Regions from separate parts of the Zea mays genome. Here regions 2, 3 and 4 are each linked to region 1. Evidence: chromatin contacts called from public Hi-C data. All regions are on one chromosome and are shown on one strand. The core of a region is the stretch at or near the end of the contact, and the rest is flanking DNA. Distances in the headings are between cores, read along the strand shown.

Region 1 (2,616 bases), core at 70-2,569:
ACTTGATGCGCGCTTCTTAAGAAAGGGGACCGGTGGCCGATACTATGCGCGCGCATCGATCGGATCGGATGATGGGGTTACTAGCTAGCTAATGAACGTACGTACGTAGCCGAGTTCTGACGACTGACCTCCTCTCGCCGATGACGCCGTCGATGATCACATGCGCAATGTGCACGCCGGCCGGCTGGAACTCCCTGGCCAGCGACTGGGACAGCCCCCGCAGGGCAAACTTGCCGCTGCCTGCACACGCATGCATGCGCGTCAAGCTAAGAATCGCTTATAAGCTAGCTAGCTACAAAGGCAGCAGGCAGGGTTTGTTGGCTCTGTAGGCGCGCGCCACCCCCCACTTACTTAGATCGGAGTAGCCGGCGAAGCCGGTGACCGACGCCGAGGAGCCCGTGAAGATGATGGTGCCCCTGCCCCTCTCCACCATGCCCGGGATGACCTGCGATGCGACGACATGCAACGCAGCGCAGGGCGGCACGCGCAGTGACTAGTGAGAGAGAGATCGGTATGTATGCGCTGTGCTGTGTCTGTGTGTGCAAGGAGGAGGAGGAAGTCCGCACCGCACGTACCTGTTGCGCGCAGTGGAAGGCCCCTCCGGCGGACACGGCGAGGGCGCGGTGGAAGGCGTCGGGGGTGACGGCGAGGAAGGGCGCGGGGCGCGCGTCCTCGTTGGCTGCAGGCGGCTCGCAGGCGTTGTAGACGAGCACCTCGACGGGGCCGAGGGAGAGCACGCCCTCGAAGGCCTCGCGCACGGACCGGGCGTCGGCGCAGTCCACCCGCAGCGCGAACACCTGCGCCTTGGCCGCCTGCGCGATCTCCTCCGCCAGCTGCGACAGCTTCTCTGCAACCACGCGCACGCACCTCTCGTGTCACTTGCTTACTTACTCACTGCGAGACGCCACGCGCGCAAGGCGCAAGGACTCAGCTTTGTGCTCCGATCGAAAGAGAGAGAGAGGATGGGAGGGAGGACGTGCCGAGGTCGCGCGAGAGGATGGCGATGGTGTAGCCCTCGGAGGCGAACTTGCGCGCCACCGCCGAGCCCAGCCTGGGGCCGACGCCGACCACGGCGGCGATGCCCCTCGAGGAGTTGGAGCCGGATACTGACCTCAGGCTCAGCATGTGGAGCGCGCGACGCGAGGGAGAAAAGAGAAGAGAGGAGGGAGAGGCGCGACTTGGCGAGAGACCAGCTGCTCCTCCTACTCTTGCTTCTTGGCGAGACAGCAAGCAAGCAGCTCCGGTTCACTGCTGTGTCCAGTTTTGAACGACTCGAGTCGTTGGCTTGGAGACCGGATGGAGAAGGGCGGTTGTCCGTTGTCCCCTCTCCCTCGGTTTCTCCGTTGCTTTTAACAGCCCCGCAGCCAGGGGGGAGGTGGATCGGATCTCCCTGGATCCAGGATTCGAAAGAGGACAATGATAAGGATTTAGAATCAAAACTAGAGTTTAAGGATAATTTATGACTATATGGCAACGATTTTCTCAATAGAAACTAGGCGCACGATACGCAGCCCCTGGATCCGCTGCTGGCCGCTACAGAGCGGGCACTGGAATCACCTAGCTTGCTCAAATTAATTTTTTTTTGGCGTTTTCGCGTCGTCGGGCAAAGGAGGGAAACAGAGAATCTGCAGTCGCCTGCCCTGCTCGATCACCAGAGATGTCCAGCACAGTGCTGCAGCTCCCGATGACACCTCGGCCGGTGTGCATGTATCATCCATGCCGCCGCCTCCGCCACCTGTATCTAGCGGACAGCGAGAGAGCAGTTTTCCACGGGTGCCTTTGAGGACAGGCATCTTGGTGTTCGTCGATGCTGGTACTTGGAGAGTCGTTGCTCTAAGGGCACTTAAAATCTAGAGCCCTAGATCAGTTTTCTAAATAGAAGAGATATATAGTTAATATAAGAAACTGTATGATACATTGGGACATCTTTAAAATCAATTATATCTTGTATTCTTTTCCATTAACATCTTAGAGACCTCTCAAAAAACAGGGTACAGAGTGTGATTGCATATGTCCTAAAAAGATGGTATCGTACAGATTTACCATACGTACTGTACATAGTACAAAAGAAATTGTACAAAAGAAGTTCATGTACATACATTACGTAAACTTCATGCATGTGTTTTTTTTAGTAATTGAGACAACTAGTAGACTAAACTTTACTCTAGTATCTTATATATATAAGATAGATTTATATCAAAGGTTGTTGAGAAAAATTGGCAATCATGAAATTGATGATATGAAGGCCACGAAGGATAATCAGGTGTTCAATATAGAAATAAATGAATGAGAAAAAGCAAATTGCAAAGGCTCAAAACATATGTATGAGCTAGCTAGGGCATTTTATTCTATGAAAAGCTAAGTAGTTAAAGTACTTGAAGAGCATTCCTATGCTGTATTCTTTTGCTTTTGCTCTTGACCCTAAAGCTAAGATTTAAGGCACTCATACTTCTTTTGTGAGCTTACATGCATGCAATGATTATTCTAACTATTACGAATCTGTTCGTGTTGAGCTATATAACTAATGTGTTTGGCAAGTATGGCCAGAAGTTTGATGGCACTCGGTCAGCACGACAACTTCAAATTCATGTTGCTGGAAAGAGAGAGGAAAATTTT
Region 2 (2,616 bases), core at 71-2,570, 420 kb before region 1:
GCCAGACCTTCTATAATAATGAAATGTTGAATCGCCAAGAACTCCTCGATCGGGGCCCCTTTCTTTTTCTGAATGCTACATAATATAGTAATATATATATTCAAACTCCTAATTCGTCGTTTTAGAGTAGGGAAGGCTCAAATATAGCCCTTACAAAATATCAAAACTTTGTTCCGGGGCTTCGGCCAATGCAGCGCTGCAACTGCAGTTCCAGCCTTGCATCACCACCACACCTTGCCCTAAATTCCACTATCGCCAACAGTATACCCTGACAATCCTTAAGATCATACGTACGGTGCTGCTATACGGTCAATGCATCAGCAGTTCAGCATGGACACGGAGTCGCTCGCTTCATATTGGCACGGCCTAGCAGCTCGGCACGGCGTTCACTGAACCCTGGCGATCTGCGCGGAGAAGCGTGGCCGCTTGTATCCTTCCCCGGCGGCGGCGACAACATGCTCGTCGCGGTTGAGCAGCACGGCGCGCATGGCCGCGCGCAGCGTGGACAGCGCCACCGCCCTCCCGTTCCCCGCGGCAGTTGCGCTGCCGTCGTCGCCGTCGTCACAGACCTCCAGCTCCAGGACGCTGCGGGTCCTCCCGCCGACGGTGGCGATCTCTACGCGGACGGGGCACGCGTTGCTGACCGACCGGACGGCGCGGCCCAGGTCGGACAGGAGCCCCGGGCGGTCGTCGCAGCACACCCACGCCCTGACGCGCCGCGGCGGCGGCTGGCTGACGTCGGCGTCCGTCCCTATCCCGCCAGCGCCGTGGTGGCGACCTGCTGGCCGCCACCGGCAGCCGTCCTCCTCCTCGACGCCCACCTCGTCGCCCTCCCCCGGGATGACGCCGAGGCCGACCCCCGCCGCCGCGTCGCTCGCCTTCTCGCGCAGCTCCCGCACGTACCGCACCACCTCGCCCAGCAACGCCGCCTTGTCCATCTGCACGATCGAGCGCGCGGGTCGTCAGGTCAGCCACCACACGTACGCATCCCATGCATGCTGCAGCTCCGATCGTTTTGTCTCTCGTGTGGTAGTCGTGTGTAACGCACGCACGCACATACTGACGTACCCGGGATGCGGAGGGGACGAGGGTGCGGAGCGTGGCGAGGTGGGCGTTGATCCGCTGCCGCCGCTTGCGCTCGGCCTCGCTGTGGCTCCGGCCCCGCTCCTTCCGCAGCGCTGGCGCCGGCGCCGGCGCCGGCGTCGATCGCTCCCCCTCTCCGTCCGTCGCCACCATGTCTCCACCTCCTCGCCCACCTGCCGCCCAAGAAACTGAACGGACAAGCGAGCTGGGCTGGCGTAATGCGTAAACGCTCGTAGAGCTAGGCGATCGTCGTCTGGAAGCGGAAGCGTCGCGGGCAGGGGTTTTCAAAAAGGACACCTATCGATGGCGGGAAACCCCAGGGGGGCGGGCGACCACGACATGCTGGGCTGGCGCAGTGACTGCGCAGCGCTCGGGCCGCGCGCCGACACGCGGTGCGCTTCCTTTTTGTTCGGGGTGGGCTGGGTGGCGTCAGCGCGGCGCCCCCGCGACGACGGCTGTTTTGGCGCCTGGCGCGCGGAGGGGGAGGGGAAGGGTTTCGACGCCTTTTTCCTCGTCGGCCGCAGAGCCGAAGTTTTCGGGGGCGGGCAGCAGGCGCAGAGCAAGGAGGCGAAGGCGAGACAGGGAAGCCGTGTCGCGGGGACATGGGAGCGACACGGCGCCTGTGGCTGATCGCCGCGACGCTTTGCGTCAGGGCGCGGCAGCCTTTGGGACTGGGAGGGACGGATCAGAATTCCTGCTGGACCGGGGCTGCTTTTCCACGTCCCCCCTTGGAACGTAACTTGTCGGCTGGTCAGCGAAAAGCGTCGGCGGGCAAAATGCTGCTTGCCGACTTGGAAAATCACCGCCCCCAGAGAATCGAACCATTTCATACGAAGTAGGAGTGCTATACCAAGTGGAATGATTTACTATTTCGAGAAATTAAGCTATTTCATCAAATTTAAGAGATAAATTTATAGTACATCATGATTGTTCAGATCCGCCTACTGATAGATGATTGAATAGCTGATTTAAATATGTAAATGAACTATTAACACATTTGTTAGTAACACTCATGGCTAATAATTAGTAGATCTAGCTATTTGCTCCAAGTATAATTTAGCCGCTATCTACCATTCTAGCCCAATTTAACCAATTGTTAGCTGCTTGAGCATATAGATCGCTTTATGCCCTCTTTGGTTATTCTCATCCCATATGGATTGGATGAGATTAGAAAAAAAATTGAAGAATTTTGACTTATTTGAGATTTAAACACCCTCAATATATCCCTCCCAATTCATATGGATATAGGTTTACTCTAGGTTTATAGCACAATAGTGTACATAGCACACCTTCTATAATACACTCTCTGCACCCACTCTGTTTCTGCATATAGGTTTACTCTAGGTTCATATATAACAGCACTTTCTTTCTTCATTTAATTTGTTGCCACATAGGATAGATAACGACATGGATTCCTTATAGAGAGGTGGTTGTGCATCATTGCAGCTGCCCTAATCAGGGACGGAGCCAGAAAATTTTTTAGAAGGGACTAAACTAAATTAGTATAGTATAGAAATCTCTCTTACATTGTAT
Region 3 (2,616 bases), core at 34-2,533, 290 kb before region 1:
CTCGGACTCCGCCCTGGCCTCTGCCGAACAACCTCCGCCTCGCCCGACCCAGGGGCTCGGGCTCGGCCTCGGCCATGGAAGATAGACTCGACCTCAGCTTTGGAGGAGCCTCCACGTCGCCGGACCTAGGGCACAGGCCCGCCACGTCAACAGGAAGCGCCATCATCACCCTGCCCCAAGCCGACTCGGGCCGCAGAGAACAAGACCGGTGTCCCATCTGGCTAGCTCCGCCAGATAGGCAATGATGGCGCCCCGCTAGCCTTGTGACGACGGCGGCTCTCAGCTCCCTTACGGAAGTAGGGGGACGTCAGCAAGGACTCAACCGCTCCGACAGCTGTCCCTCCGCCAGGCTCCGTTGCTCCTCCGACAGCCACGACATCACACCAGCAGGGTGCCAAGATCTCTCCGGCTGCCACATTGGCATGTACTTAGGGCGCTAGCTCTCCCTCTGCTAGACACGTAGCACTCTGCTACACCCCCATTGTACATCTGGATCCTCTCCTTACGGCTATAAAAGGAAGGACCAGGGCCTTCTTAGAGAAGGTTGGCCGCGCGGGAACGAGGACGGGACAGGCGCTCTCTTAGGGGCCGCTCGCTTCCCTCACCCGCGTGGACGCTTGTAACCCCCTACTGCAAGCGCACCCGACCTGGGCGCGGGACGAACACGAAGGCCGCGGGATTTCCACCTCTCTCACGCCCGTCTCCGGCCACCTCGCTTTCCCCCCTTCGCGCTCGCCCACGCGCTCGACCCATCTGGGCTGGGGCACGCGACACACTCACTCGTCGGCTCAGGGACCCCCCGGTCTCGAAACGCCGACAAATACGACACGAAAATATGTGTTTTCTATTAGTTAGATAAGTGTGAATGTAAAACCAATAACTAAGTTTTAAAACTCATTTATGCATAATTTTAATTTATCTCTACTACTCTATAAGTATTGTAGGAGTCCACAAGTACAAGCCCTGCCTCCGTGATTCCCGCCCCCGTCCGTTCTCCGCGATCACCGCTCCTGCCTCCAACGCGCCCGCTGGCCAACGCCCCCCTTCCTGATAATTTGTCTGTGCTGTCAACTGTTTGTGAAAATAACCAGTATAAAGTTGTTGTTTAGAACATGTTATTTGTGCTAGCACAAAGCTGCTAGCTTTATTTCTGTTTAGCAAGACATGTACATGAACCTCTGCAGCTGAAGTTGGCTTCGATCGCTGGGCTTATGTGCGGCTGTTAGGCTTCATTACCTCCAGGACCATCCAAACAGTATAAAGGAAATGAAAAAACGTTACTAGATTTATCTAAACACTTGGCGCTTTTTCATTCCCATGATATCTAATAGATACCGCTCTTATTTAATTACATTAACGTTACCATTACAACCACTCAACCAAACTCCACCTTAAATAGCTGTAGTGTTGGCTGCGCAAATCCCGGTCTGATCTAGACTGAGGACGCGGGCCAAACACCACCATCACTCCACAGCGTCGGCGAGGAAGTCGGCATGAGCGTGTTCGGCGGCGACAGCTGGGCGCGTGATGCGCAGCAGCGGAAGCGGCGTCTCGACGAGCTCTTGCTACCCATCACGGCGCCCTCGTCTCCCTCGACGCCTGATTCCTTCAAGAAGCTCCACAACGGCAAGCTCGCCTGCCTCATCTGCCCCCACCGCCCCGTCCTCGACACCCCGCTCATGCTCTCCGTAAGCCGGCATCACATACCTCGGGTCCTCCTTTATTAGACTCCTCTTGTTAATTTCTGATGAACGTCCTACGATGTCGTGAATTTGTACATTAGGGAGGATTAGCTCGTGTAACTTCTATTTTCTTCCTACAGAAGCCCACTTTCGTCCTTCCACTAGTAAACAGATCTTCCCCGAACTTTCTTCTATAAGTCAAATAGTGCCTGGAGTGACACGTTGTACCGTCTTAAGATGTTAAAGATAAATGAGCCAGAGACTATGGCCCTGTTCGCCAGGGCTCCGGTTCCTCTAAAAACGGCTCCGGCTCCGACTGCTTTAAAGGAGTAGCTCTTCCGTAGGAGCCGATGTCTTTTACAAATCGTTTGGCAAAACTGCTCCTCATGTATTTTTTTGATTTGGTGTATCAATTTGAACCTTTTGAGGCTAATCAGAAAATTATAGATCAATGGTTTGGGTTGCCCTAAAGCTAAACTGAAACTGAAACAGGAACTGAGCCAAACTGAAACTGAGACAGTAGTGACAACGTCAACCTATTGCAGCACCAAACTTTTGCAGAGTGAGGGCGTCAAACAATTGCAGGATTCATCAAACAAAAAGACAGCTTAAGCTAAGTGGTGAAATGAAAATAATGCAACCCAACTGCAACCTTCATCAAACTGCTACCATTGATCTAGAACTGCTACTTAGCAGGTTAAGTAGCAGGATCTTTTTTTCCTGATTCATTCAGGCTTTCTTCAGGGCGTCAAACTATTGCCAAACTGAAACCAAACTACGGACTCGTGGAAGGGAAACGACTGTGGACTGTGGAGTGCGGCAAGAGAGACTCGTAGGCCAGAGAAGCATGACGGTGGACGGTCCAAACTGCGCAGTCTCGCGCCCGTACGCGAGCGGAGCCGTGCAGAGCCAAAATTTTGGGCTCCAGCTCTCG
Region 4 (2,616 bases), core at 61-2,560, 280 kb after region 1:
CGCCGGTGACGGAGATCCGGCAGTGGAGAGCCGATGCGTCACCGGAGAGGTGAGGGAAAGCCGGAAAGGGGATTAGGGTTACAGATTGGGGAATGGAGAGCCGATGCGTCACCGAGTGACGAAGACTGGAGAGAGGCAGAGAGGAGATCTCGTCGGTCGACGACGGAGATCCGGCAACGGCAGTGGCGACGGCTCGGCGTTGACGGAGAATGGGGAGGGAGCGGCGAGCGGACGAGCGGAGGGCGGAGGCTGCGGAGCAAATCGCGTGGCGTGGGGAACTAGGGACTGGGGGACTGAACGGGCGGTGGGGAGGGGCGGGCGGATATGCCCCTCGCCTGGAACCGGGCCGGCTCCGTGCCTGCTTTTCCTAGCGGGCCGGGCCGTGCCGCCCGGCGGGCGCATCCGGCAGCCCAAGCACGGCCTGGTCTACCGGGCCGGGCCGGCACGGGCACGAAACCAGACGGGCCGTGCCGTGCTTGGGCCGGGCCAAAAAACCGGGCCTCGTGCCGGGCTGTCGGGCTGCGGGCTGCATGCTCATCTATAGGTGGGGGTGGGGCGGTGGAGAGTCCTGCAGGTTAAAACTGTGAGTAATCAATCAGTAATGGAACGAACAGCAATTCAGCTTTTCGGCTAGTGAATGGCAGTAGTACAGTTGCGAATTGCGATGGACCGTGTGCAGCTTCCAGCAGCAGTAAAACGCCAAGCATCCATTGATGGGGGGTGGGGGCGCCAGCGCCATAACTAGGGTGCTCGGCTCAGAGAAACGGCCGGCATGGCCTGCAGCGACGCAACAGACGCTGGCACGACGGGGGAGGAGAAAGAAACCAACCTACTACAGGTAGCATTTAGCAAGTGCGTAGGCGTGGCCCCGTCCCCAGTGGCCAGTCACAGCCACCTTAAATGCCATGCTGGATCTGGAACCGGCGGGTCGGGCGCGGAGGACGGGCCAGCGCCAGCGCCACCGCACGCGCACGGCGACGGCGGAGCCGGAACGCTCCAAAACCCAACCTACCGAGTACTACCAGCACAGCACAGCAGTGGCGCCAAGCCTACGCCACGGATCGCCCGTCCCGTCCCGTGACGCCGTACGTTCCGATTCCGTGGTGGAAAACGCCATGGCCGTTGCGCATGACCTTGCTTGGACCAGGAAGGAGTTAAGCTCTGCGCCGGTTACTGCGTGAGCTGAGCTGAGCTGAGTCAGTTGGGTTCCAGGACAAACGGATGGTCGACAGCTCCAAGCAAGCACTCACTCACTCGAGCAATAACCGTCCGATGGTTACGGATCGCTACCCCACTAAAATGGAACGCCCAAGCGCGTGCTCCGGCCCGGCGCATTGACCACAAACCGTCGCCGGCCACGCCGGCATCGTCACGCACACCACCGGTCGCGTCCCGCACCACCGGCAGCCCGTGGCGTGCCCAGGCCTCACATTTTAGTGCGCGCCGTGGCGACCGGGCCCCATCGTTCACCGAACCGGTGCTTCTCCGTGCATATATATATAAGCGAGCGAGCCCCGGCCGGGCGGCATCACAGCACAGCAGTGCGCCGTCATTCATCGCTGCCATGGCTTCCCCTGTCCTGCTCGTCGCCGCGCTCTGCTCTCTCTTCGCGCTGCTCGGAGCGGCGGGGGAGCCGGCGAGGGGAGCGGCGGCGGAAGCTTCGGCACTCCGCAGCAAGGCGGCCACGGACCCCAACACGGAGGTGAAGTTCGACTTCACGCCGTTCCTGATCCAGTACAAGAGCGGCCGCGTGCACCGGTTCATGGGCACGTCGTTCGTCCCGGCGTCCGTGGACCCGCGCACCGGGGTGGCTTCCAGGGACGTGGTCGTGGACCACGGGACGGGCCTCGCGGTGCGGCTGTACCGGCCTAGCCGCCAAGCCGTCGCCGGCGGCGCCGGCGGCAGGCTCCCCGTGCTGGTGTACTTCCACGGCGGCGCGTTCGTGGTCGAGTCGGCGTTCGACCCCGTGTACCACGGCTACCTGAACGCGCTGACGGCCAAGGCCGGGGTCATCGCGGTGTCGGTGAACTACCGCCTGGCGCCGGAGCACCCGCTCCCGGCGGCGTACGAGGACGCGTGGGCGGCGCTGGCGTGGGTGGTCGCGAACGCGAACGCGAACGCGCGGCGCGGCGGGGCCGGGGCCGGGGACCCCTGGCTGTCCAGGCACGGCGACGCGTCCCGCCTGTTCCTCGCCGGCGACAGCGCCGGCGGCAACATCGCGCAGAACCTGGCGATGCGCGCGGCGGGGCAGCAGCAGAGGATCAGGGGGCTGGCGCTGCTGGACCCCTACTTCCTGGGGCGGTACGTGGGCGGGGGCGCGGCGCGCGCGTGGGACTTCATCTGCGCGGGAAGGTACGGGATGGACCACCCGTACGTGGACCCGATGGCGCTGCCGGCGGAGGTGCTGCGGCGGCTGCCGTCGCCGCGGGTGCTGATGACGGTGTCGGAGCAGGACCGGCTCGGGCCGTTCCAGCGCGCGTACGTGGACGCGCTCCGGGGCAGCGGGTGGCGCGGGCGGGCGCGCCTGTACGTGACGCCCGGCGAGGGCCACTGCTACTTCCTCAACAACCTCGCCTCGCCCAAGGCCGCCATGCACATGGCCACGCTCGCCGCGTT

What was found. Hi-C and Micro-C count contacts between places; a contact is called where the count stands out from the background.
Region 2: a contact with region 1 is called in a Hi-C map of ear, with 2.1 times the contacts expected there. The contact joins the promoter of LOC103643157 here to the promoter of LOC100191284 in region 1. A contact is called at or near these places in 5 of 25 Hi-C or Micro-C datasets (bundle sheath, ear, endosperm and 2 more).
Region 3: a Hi-C map of root tip shows a contact between it and region 1, with 3 times the contacts expected there. The contact joins the promoter of LOC103643156 here to the promoter of LOC100191284 in region 1. A contact is called at or near these places in 4 of 25 Hi-C or Micro-C datasets (ear, endosperm, root tip and 1 more).
Region 4: a Hi-C map of root tip shows a contact between it and region 1, with 4 times the contacts expected there. The contact joins the promoter of LOC103643151 here to the promoter of LOC100191284 in region 1. A contact is called at or near these places in 4 of 25 Hi-C or Micro-C datasets (ear, leaf mesophyll, root tip and 1 more).

The regions. Positions count from the first base shown.
Region 1 is chr1:204,351,649-204,354,264 of Zm-B73-REFERENCE-NAM-5.0, reverse strand. It overlaps LOC100191284 (Short-chain dehydrogenase/reductase SDR), which reads right to left and starts at 1,319. Exons shown (of 5, transcript NM_001136718.2): 1 at 981-1,319; 2 at 576-847; 3 at 352-445; 4 at 129-240. The coding sequence starts at 1,125.
Region 2 is chr1:204,776,012-204,778,627 of Zm-B73-REFERENCE-NAM-5.0, reverse strand. LOC103643157 (transcription factor bHLH30) reads right to left here and starts at 1,320. Exons shown (of 2, transcript XM_008666315.3): 1 at 1,069-1,320; 2 at 96-938. The coding sequence starts at 1,236. The coding sequence ends at 387.
Region 3 is chr1:204,644,326-204,646,941 of Zm-B73-REFERENCE-NAM-5.0, reverse strand. It overlaps LOC103643156 (sodium channel modifier 1), which reads left to right and starts at 1,283. Exons shown (of 4, transcript XM_008666310.4): 1 at 1,283-1,688.
Region 4 is chr1:204,073,190-204,075,805 of Zm-B73-REFERENCE-NAM-5.0, reverse strand. LOC103643151 (tuliposide A-converting enzyme 1, chloroplastic) reads left to right here and starts at 1,310. Exons shown (of 1, transcript XM_008666303.4): 1 at 1,310-2,616. The coding sequence starts at 1,565.